Linked DNA regions of Pan troglodytes: region 2 is linked to region 1. Evidence: chromatin contacts called from public capture Hi-C data. All regions are on one chromosome and are shown on one strand. Each heading gives the region's core, a stretch centred on a gene start, on an enhancer-like site or on the middle of the called end of the contact. The rest is flanking DNA. Distances are from core to core; before and after follow the strand shown. Region 1 overlaps SYN3 (synapsin III). Region 2 overlaps SYN3 (synapsin III).

Evidence for each region. Capture Hi-C pulls out chosen DNA fragments and counts their contacts.
Region 2: a capture Hi-C map of stem cell-derived neural stem cells shows a contact between it and region 1, with 7 times the contacts expected there. The contact joins two enhancer-like sites. A contact is called at or near these places in 4 of 7 Hi-C or Micro-C datasets (blood, induced pluripotent stem cells and stem cell-derived neural progenitor cells) and 1 of 1 other capture datasets (stem cell-derived neural stem cells).

The regions. Positions count from the first base shown.
Region 1 is chr23:34,623,729-34,629,028 of NHGRI_mPanTro3-v2.0_pri, reverse strand. It overlaps SYN3 (synapsin III), which reads left to right. Exons shown (of 14, transcript XM_054675522.2): 11 at 1,578-1,712; 12 at 2,581-2,668. Among named protein-coding and RNA genes, the nearest start is that of BPIFC, 54 kb to the right of the region's middle. Within about 2 kb of position 1,853, at least 9 of the 24 cell types and tissues checked have an H3K27ac peak or open chromatin away from gene starts, as enhancers often do. A contact at or near this core is called in stem cell-derived neural stem cells, where this site is marked.
Region 2 is chr23:34,894,694-34,899,772 of NHGRI_mPanTro3-v2.0_pri, reverse strand. All of the region lies in intron 6 of SYN3 (synapsin III), which reads left to right. Among named protein-coding and RNA genes, the nearest start is that of TIMP3, 5.2 kb to the left of the region's middle. Within about 2 kb of position 2,117, at least 6 of the 24 cell types and tissues checked have an H3K27ac peak or open chromatin away from gene starts, as enhancers often do. A contact at or near this core is called in stem cell-derived neural stem cells, where this site is marked.

The DNA.
Region 1 (5,300 bases), core at 604-3,103:
AAAAAAATAGGCCCGTAGAGGAAAAGAAACTTGCCCAAGATCACAGAGCAAATCCACAGCAGAAGCCAAGCCTGGAACCCAGGTTCCCTCTTCTCAATTCCTACCCTGGTGTGCTGTTCCAATGCTTGGTAGGAATTAGCCTGATGCAGCGGGAGGACCATGGGTTGCCAGTGCTGTGTCCTTGACCTTGCCACTTCTTTGACCCTCTGCTTCCTCATGATTACAATGAGGATAATAGTACTGCCTCAAAGAGCTATTCTGAGGTTTATGAGAGATCCTCCACACCCAATGCTTAGAATAGTGCGTAGCACGTAGGAAATGCCCCATAAAATACGGCGCTTCTTAGTATCCTTATCCTTATGAGCCGGGCTTATCACAAGGGCATCTTATTCCTCCACTAAACAGGTGTCTGTGGAGGGCGCACCTGCTTAGCAGGACACAGGGCCCATTCCTAACCTTGGGGGCTCCCAGTCTGGTGGTGGAGACATAGTAAGCAAGGGGTGACAGTGCTGTGGATAAGCTGTCCCGTGTGAAACCAGGTGAGAACGGCAGGATACAGATGTCAGGTGGCTCGTCAGAGCTTGCCCTATCAGAGAGGGCTTCCTGGAGGAAGACCTAGTTAGCTGTTCCCTGTTGGATGAAAGGAGTTGGCCAGGTAAGGAGTGGGTAGAGGGATTACATAAGAACCTGGAGGAGAGAGAAAACCTAATATGTCCAGAGCGTGGGAACAGGGGAGACAAGACGGTGAGTCTGATGGGGTGGCGTGGGTGAATGCAGGCCGCCGACTCCTGCAGTGGAGCAGAGAGGGTGACGCGGCCAGCTGATTCGCAGATGCGCCAAGGCCTGACAGACACCCCTTCCAGATCTCCCATAGCTTCCCATGCCTAGGGAATCACGTGGAGCATTGGCCTGTGTGACCTTGGGCAAGTCCCCTCCCATCTCTGGGCCTCAGTTGCTCTATGTGTAAAAACAGCAGAAGGGGAAACTCGGATCCCTCAGGTTCCTCCCGATAGAAGCACTTTGAGAACAGCCCAGCTCCCTGTGGAATGCTTTTCCCTCCCGCCTGTGTTTTGCCAGGGCCCCGGAAAACAGGCCTTTCCTCTTCCCTCTTTCCCCTGAACCCTGGGTCAACTCCAGCCCGCGTCATATTTTTGTCATGATCAAGCCCCCACCTTTACTGTTTCTGCTTTGTGGAAAGCAGCCTTGACCTGGGGCCAAAGGAGAGGTGGCCAGCCCCGACCCTGGGAGGGGGCCAGGGTGAGAAAGGAGGGGGCGGAGAGCGGCTCCCCAAAGAAAAGCACAGAAAAGGTCGGCAGAGGCTCCCTGGCCCTTGTCGCATTGCTGTCATCCAGCAAACGTGGGCCGAATTGAACTACCTCCAGGGAGTGGTTTAGACTGAACCGAAGGGAACTGATGTCTCTGACGGCCAGTCCCAGCTGGAGGTGATTTGCATGGAGGACATCGCCATCTGGTGGTCACTTCTGTCCTGAGCCCTGAGCCCCCACTTCTGGGATGTGATGCCCAACCGCCATCTCTCCTGGTATGGGGGTCCCTCAGCTCTCCCTTCCTCCCCACAGGTAATGGACAGCTCAATGCCGCTGATTGGAGAGCATGTGGAAGAGGACAGACAGCTGATGGCCGACCTTGTTGTCTCCAAAATGAGCCAGCTCCCGATGCCAGGAGGCACAGCGCCCTCCCCCCTCAGACCTTGGGTAAGACCCTCACGATCAAAGGAGACTTTATAGCCATGAGAAATGCCAGGCTGTATGGAAATGGGGAGCCCCTGGATCCAAAGGGGATACCCCCAGGAAGAAACCACCTTGGGGAGAAGGAATGGGGGTGTGGACGAAGGCCAGACATTGGGGAGAGCTTTCACAGCCTGCCCCAGTAAGTGAATTGAGGAGGCTTTCAGAGGCCCCTTCCCTTCTTCACCATCCTGGGGAGAACAATCTTGTCTCAAATGGCCTTTGGGCACTGTGGGCAGAGATGATTGACTGCTGTCCCTTCTGTGCCCTCGGTGCTGGGCCTGAGCAGGATGTGTGTGCGTGCGTGTGCGAGAGCATATGGACACACAAGCCCTCTGTGTGCTCCCAGGGAACCAGTCAATGGACGCTATTGTGTCTCCCATTTTCCCCAACCTCAATGAGATCCCACGTCGCTCCTCCCCTCCACAGTTCCCACCATGGAGTACCAGACTGCTCTCCAAAGAATTTGCCAGCTCCCCAGCTTTATGTAAAAGCAAGTCCCCAAACTTCCACCTCCCAGCCCAGATTTCCCCACAGAAAGTAATCTATGATAACAAACATCAGAATTGTAGTTATTATACTGACGGGGCTGCTGGCTGGGAAGGGGCACGGGGCAGGCTTCATCGCAGAGAATGCCCTCTGTTTTGATCTGGGCAGTGGTTACACCGACGTATACACATATAGAACTTCACTACACTGTATACTCCAGAACTGTACACTTTATGTGTAAGAGTCTCTTCTCAATGATAAAAAGATCTTCATAAATGCTGCCCTCTCACCCAGGAAATAAAGGGCTGTGGTGATACCAACAGGCTTCTTTTCTCTTCTGCTCTAGGCTCCACAGATTAAATCAGCGAAATCCCCAGGGCAAGCCCAGCTGGGGCCTCAGCTAGGACAGCCCCAGCCACGCCCACCTCCGCAAGGTATGACCCAGGACGAGCCACTGCGCGAAAGCATGCAGTGAGGGTGCTGAAATGCACCGAGGGATCCACATGTGATTCCCACAAGGGGCTCTGGGAAAATGCACCTGAATACTTTATTCACAGAATGAATGAGACTATGGGGTTGGTCAACCTCTTTAAAAAGTCAAGAAAGGAGAAGGGAAATAGAAGGTTAATTTATTAAGAACCTAATATGCACCAAGCACTGTGCCAGGGAATGTCCCACCTATTTTCTCACTTTTATTTTCCCAGCCGTCCTGCAGTGAAAATGTCATTATTTCCTTTTTTTTTCTTCTTTTGAGACAGAGTCTTGCTCTGTCGCCAGGCTGGAGTGCAGTGGTGCGATCTCGGCTCACTGCATCCTCCACCTCCCAGGTTCAAGTGATTCTCCTGCCTCAGCCTCCTGAGTAGCTGGGACTACAGGTGCACACCACCACGCCCAGCTAATTTTTGTAGTATTAGTAGAGATGGGGTTTCACCATGTTGGCCAGGCTGGTCTCAAATTCCTGACCTCAGGTGATCCGCCCACCTCAGCCTCCCAAAGTGCTGGGATTATAGGCATGAGCCTTTGTACTGCGAGGTAAAAGTTGAGGCTTTGCCCAAGGAGGCAGAAAATGGTAGATTTACAAGTCTGGCCTTTCAGACCTTTCAAACCTAGGAAGTGTTTATTCATTTCAATGAGTGGTGCCTGATGATTGCTTTGTGAGTCAACCAGCTAGAGTAAGAAAGATAGAAAAAGGGAAGATCATCTATAAAACCTTGGCCATTGAAATTCCTCCTCAAATATTTCCAGCATTACTACATTCCACCACTTATTAGAGAATGGACAAACTATTGTAAAAAGATGAAAAGCAATCATGGCAATGGCTAACTAACTTTCTCAAAGAATATCAGCTGCTCTGATATTTTGCGTGCAGGTCTTGAGAGAAATCCGCCCCGTATCCTCTCTTGCAATCAAAACCTCCTGGGCACACTTGCTCTGGCAGCAGCATGGAGCTTCAGAGCACCTGTGCACCAAGAAACCAAAGCAGGCAGTCTCGCTGCAATCTTTTAAGGATCTTCTTAAAAACCTATCAGAGGCCGGGCGCGGTAGCTCACGCCTGTAATCCCAGCACTTTGGGAGGCCGAGGCGGGCGAATCACGAGGTCAGGAGTTCGAGACCAGCCTAGCCAATATGGTGAAACCCCATCTGTACTAAAAATACAAAAAAACTAGCCAGATGTGGTGGTGGTGTGCACCTGTAATCCCAGCTACTCGGGAGGCTGAGACAGGAGAATCGCTTGAACCCAGGAGGTGGAGGTTGCAGTGAGCCGAGATTGCGCCACTGCACTCCACCCTGGGCGATAGAGGGAGACTCCATCTCAAAAAAACAAAATAAAATAAATAAATTTTAATATTAATAAAATATTAAATATTTTATTATTAATATTATTAATATTAATAAATAAATATTAAGAAAATAGTAATGCCTTCTTTCTGATATATATATATATATCAGAAAGAAGGCATTACTATCATGTTGTGGTCTTCCAGTCACTATTATTAAAAGCAACAGATTCATTACTTCCTGAAAAAAAGTTAACCTTGGCCACCAAATGGCTTCCTCTTCCACAGGTCTTAGATAAAATGTCCCATTCATTTTTCTTGTTTGTGTTTCTCTTTCTGGAAAAGCAGGAGATATTTTTAAGAAAAGGGAAATTGTATAATTGTACACAACTGTGTACAGACATACCTCAGAGATATTGCTGGTTCGGTTCAAGACCACCCCAGTATATAGTAAATATCAGAATAAAGGGAGTCACACAAATTTTTTGGTGCATATAAAAGCTATATTGACACTATACTGTAGTCTCTTAAGTACAATAGCATTATGTCTGAAAAAAACAAAGTACATACCTTAATGATAAAATACTTTATTACTAACAATCATCTGAGCCCTGGGTGAATAGTAACCTTTCTGCTGATGGAGGGTCTTGCCTCAATACTGATGGCTGCTTACTGATCAGGGTACTGGTTGTTGAAGCAAGGGGTGACTGAGGCAATTTATAAAAATAAGGCAACAGTGAAGTTAGCTGCATGCATTGACTCACCCTTTCACACAAGATTTCTCTGCAGTACGTGATGCTGTGTGATAGCATTTTACCCATAGTAGAACTTCTTTCAAACTTGGAGTCAGTCCTCGCAAAACCTGCTGCTGCTTTATCAACTAAGTTTATGTAATATTCTAAATCCTTTTGTTGTCTTTTCATCAATCTTCATAGCATTTTTTTTTTTTTTTTTTTTTTGAGACGGAGTCTCCTCTGTCGCCCAGGCTGGAGTGCTATGGCGCGATCTCGGCTCACTGCAAACTCCGCTTTCCCGGGTTCATGCCATTCTCCTGCCTCAGCCTCCCGAGTAGCTGGGACTACAGGTGCCCACCAACACTCCCGGCTAATTTTTTGTATATTTTTTAGTAGAGACGGGGTTTCACCGTGTTTGCCAGGCTGGTCTCGATCACCCGACCTCGTGATCCGCCCGCCTCAGCCTCCCAAAGTGCTGGGATTACAGGCATGAGCCACTGCGCCTGGCCCCTTCATAGCATCTTTATCAGGAGTAGATTACATCTCAAGAAATC
Region 2 (5,079 bases), core at 868-3,367, 270 kb before region 1:
TGAGCCTAATAATATGTAAGAATTGATTATTCAACATCACTTAATAAGCTAGGTGGGGTGAACCTGAGGCTAACAGTAAGAATGAAGATGCAGGCTGGGTGCGGTGGCTCACGCCTGTAATCCCAGCACTTTGAGAGGCCAAGGTGGGCGGATCACGAGGTCAGGAGATCGAGACCATCCTGGCTAACATGGTGAAACCCCGTCTGTACTAACAACACAAAAAATTAGCCAGGTGTGGTGGTGGGCGCCTGTAGTCCCAGTTACTTGGGAGGCTGAGGCAGGAGAATGGCGTGAACCTGGGAGGCGGAGCTTGCAGTGAGCTGAGATCATGCCACTGCACTCTAGCCTAGGTGACGGAGTGAGACTCCGTCTCCAAAAAAAAAAAAAAAAAAAAAGAATGAAGATGCAGGCTCTCCTGCTTTCTCTTGACAGCTGAGAACAATGATAGAGTTATACATCTGGGAAGAACTGAGTAAGTTTCAAGATCTATCTGGCCTGTCTACACACCTACTAGGATGACCTGGTATTCTCTTTCCTGGAACTTTTCTAGGAAAGGTGAGTTCATATCCACCCTCTTTGTATCAAGTTATAGGATGCTAGAGTCTGTAGGAAGAGAAGTCATAAAAAGGACCTCAGAAACTACTCATCCTTGTTTTAAATGTGGGAAAAATAAGGTTCAGACAAATGAAGGAACTTGCCCATTTTCAGGGCTCAGTCCTCCAAGCTGTAAGGTGTGGCCCATGCTTGTACTGTGGGCTTGGAAACCCCAGCCATTCACAGATCTCGTATCTGCTTTTCAGATCTGTAGACAGATTCATTTGAGTCTTTGTACAGTGCCCAGCCCACAGAGAAATTTTACTTACACTGATTAAATAATTCTCTACCATGATAATAATCACCCTCTGAGCCAATCAGAAGAAATACAGGTTTGTCCTCCTGACAGGTTTATCTCTTGTGTGTTTATTTTTTTCCCTTCCTAAATTACTAGCTAATGCATTCCAAACATATCACTATAAAAAAAAGCACATGAAAACTTTGTTTCTGGGAAATGAAAAGGGAGTAAAATGGAAACAAAAAATCAAAAGACCTGAGATTTGTTCCCAATGTTGCAGAATAGCTGTGCACCTGCCTTGGTCAAGTCACTTTGCCTGTCCAGGCGTCGACTTCTGTGTTTATTGGATGAAAGATAGAACTCAGTGGTATCCAGGATCCCTCTCACCTCAAAAACTCCAACATTCCACGGGGAATCCTGTAGGACAAGTGAATGCTTCTGAAGGGGAGATGGGTCCTGCCATTTAAACAGGTTTGACACATGGGAACGTACCCAAGACTGAAGATCATCCATCAGTTTCGCAACGAACACTGAGTTCCTATATTGCTACCTCCCCCAAGAATCAATGCCGAAAACAGAATTTCAGAGAAGATTGTGATGCCAAAGTCCTAGGAGAGACAGGGTCTGGCTTATGGTGGAGCCCAGTGTAGTTATGCGTTCACCTGCTTGTTTGTCTCTTGGATCGTAGCACTAAAAAGTTAGGAAGGTGTCTTTTTTATCACCATTTTTTTGGTCTTCAGAAGTTACTGAACTCTTCCACATCCTTCGGACCTCAGTTGAGATGTCACCTCCTCCGGGAAACCTCCTCTGATTCCCCTCCCATGTATCCCCACAACACCCTGTATTAACTTCTTTGACAATACTTAGCTGACTCTAATGTGATTATTTACCCATCTGTTTCCCTTCCTGGAGTGTAAGCCCCTAGAACACAGGGATTAAGTGTTGGTAACAACGAGTTTAATAAGTATTGGTTGAATGGGTCCAGTGATCAGCACCACCGACCCCTTGCCAGCATTCAGACAGGCAGGTGGTGGCTCCTTGGAGAGTTCATGGAGCTCTATCCCGCTGGCTGGTGCTAGGGGGCGCTATAAGCCAGAGAACACCCATTTGCTCAGCCTGCAGTCCTGGTCGGTCGTCTCACTGCGAGGGCGGGAGAGCACAATTCCACACTCATCGGTGGGGTGCGGGTGCCTTTGAGTGGGTGAAGCTCACCCCTCCCATCTGCCATGGCCACAAAGCTCTCAGTCAACATCCCGTCTGGGTTCGTGGCTGCCGGAGCTCCTCCACCCCTGAGCTGGCCACATGTCAACCAAAGGGGGAGATGCTCTCTGGGGAAGCAACATAGTTGTGAATCATTGGTTTGGGGGCCTTAGGGCGGTCTGGGAACACTGCAGAGGATGCCACAGTCCCAGTCTTCCAGGGCAGAGCTGGGTTTTGGAAATTCAACCTGGAGAAGGTACTGTCATTTCTGTTGCCTCATAGGGAAGCTCCTCTTTGCTTTCCTCCCTCTTCCCCTCCAGACCCTAGCCACGATGCCTTCCCCCAAGCCCCACAGTCCATGTGAAAGTCATTATATTCAAAATGGCCTTTTCCAAGCAACAGACAGCCTGGTCCACCCATCCCCGTGAGCTCTGGCCAGACCCTCAGTGGGGTTGCTGCCCAGCACTGGGCAATTCTGAGCCTAAGATGCAAGGTACTGCAGGCTCTCTCTGTGTCTGGCACCAGCAGGGGGTAAACACCTTTCCTGGCCTCCATCTGGAGCCAATTTCATGGCAGTAAAATTGTCCCAGCTCTCCCCCAGCCCTGCCAGCAAATTGAAGACCCCTCTGTAAGAGTCTCTGGCTACATTCGCATGAATCCTCAGGTTTTCATATTTCTTTCCACAGGGATCTACTCTCAGTGTTTTTAAGCCAGAAAACACATGTGTGCAGTGAAGCCATGTTGTATCCTATGTTATCTAGGGTGGTGGGAAATGGAAAGCAGAGTCAAATATTCCAGCTCTTGTTTTCATGTGCGTGTATGTGTGTGTATGTGTGTTTCAATGACCATATATTCAAGCAGTCAATTATTTCTGTGAAGGGTACGATGAAATGGAAGGAGAAGAACTTCTCCCCAACTCTGTTTTAATGTCTTCCTTATGCCCATGGAGTTCATGTGTTTTTCCTTTAAAAACGAGTAGCTCCTTTGTGGTTTCTTTGAAGGTTGCATGCTCAGCTTCACACAGAGAATACACACAAGCATCTCAGCCAGGCGCTGTCATGCCTTGGGAGGGAATGGGATGGACATGTGGTTGGTCTCCTGTTAGACTGGGCTGGAGGTCTTGTTTCTGCAAGGCACATGAGCTTTCTTCAGTGGAACCTGCTGGAACTGATATGGTCTTGTCCTGTGCTGTGGGGACAGTCCAAAGAGCAGTTAACACCATTGATCGCATCCTTCTTTAAACTTGGCTGCTGAGACCCTACTCTCTCTGGGATTCTGCTTTCTACCTCTCCATCTATACCTTCTCAGTCTTCTTGGCAGACTCCTCAGGTTCTTCCTGAAATTAAAATGTAGCTGTTTCCCAATTTTCTGTCCTTGGCTCTCTCCCCTTCCCTTTTAGCCTCCACACTCTCCCAGGCCTACCCCACGCACCCCCATGGTCGCTACCATGCTATGTGCACCGGAGTGCACACTGCAAGCAACAGCGTCCCTCTGATTGCCTGTCTTCTATCTCCAACTTCCTCCTGCCCAATTTCACCTGGAGATCCTATGGCCTCCTCGGACTCCAGGTGTCCAAAACTCATTGTCTTTTCCCCTCAGTCCCCTCCGGGGTTACCCATTCCGAAGGATGACATCATCACTCACCAGGTCCTATAGATTCTCATGATCCACATCTCTTCTAACCATCCCTTCCTCTCATTCTTACCATTTCTACCTTGGATCAGGCCCCCGTGGATTCTTTCCTGACAGTTTCAATAGTGACATAATTGGTTACACTCCCCAGAGTCTTTCTCTATCAACTTCAACTTTGCATTGCTGCTTCTGTACATTTTTAAAAATATAAATCTGAAAACATGCTATTCTTTGCTTGAAATGATTCACTTGTGCTCCGTGGCTTTCTGAACAAAGTCTTAAGCTCCAAAGACAAACAAGGCCCTCTGTGATCTGGCTCTTCCCCAGGGCCCCACGGTCCACAGCTGGAGGAGGCCCTCTTCACACAGAATACAATGAGATGGCTGCCCCTGCAGTTATACAACAGCAGGCTCTGTTCTTGCTTATCTCTCTAAACCCATGCTGCCCTCTTCCAACCCTTTATATTCCAGCTATCGGTTTCTCTGAGCCTTGTTCACAATGCACTCTTGGCCTGGAATCTAGCCGCCACCAATATATTCCCCCACCCTCCTCCACCTCATCTGCCAGGAATCACGTATTCATCTTTCAGGATTCAGCTAGAGTCACCACTTAGTGAATATTTTCCGGTCCTCTCTCTGCCCCAGCAGAATGGACCACCCCCTCTCAGGCCTCTCCTCTTCTCTCACTCACCTCCCACCCACACTGGGTCCTCCGGGCTTCCAGCTTGGCACCTCGCACACTCTGTTGCCCCTAGTGGTTGATATCCCTGGTTCTCTTCTAGATATCGAGCAAAGCCAGGTGCTTCTGTGACTGCCTAACACATCATATGCACATAGTAGGCATTGAACAAATATTAAAGGAATAAACTAACCAATGAATGGAGTGGAGAAAAGGAGGAGTCAGAGTATCACCTTCACACATTCACCCCAACAGAGGTTCTGGAATCCAGCTCCTTGGATCCAGAAACTCAACTAGATGAGGCTCCCTCAGTTGATCATTCTCACGGACTGATCCTAAGAGCTCAGCAAACCAACCAAAATCCCACTGGGCTTGTTTCCCGTGAGGTATTTCATTGTCACATAGGCTAGAGGACTCATGTCAACACCACCCCCATATCTTCCTCCTGATAGTCACAGAGAGCTTCAATATGAAGCTAGTTTCTCCTCAGAAGGTTGCTGTGGTGTGTGTAGATTCAGAATACAGGGATTGAGGGCATCATAGGAAGGGTCTTTCAGCTGAGATACCCTGGAATTCTCCTTTTCATGGAAGCAAAAGCTTTGCTGAGGAAATGCCAGTGCTCACAACCACTGGCCAAAGCCTCTCTTCCTGAACAGGGACAATGCTGGACACACAAATGCCAACTGCAGGCTCTTGGATCTTCTTGGTTCTCAGCACCAGGCTGGCCACTCCATCCT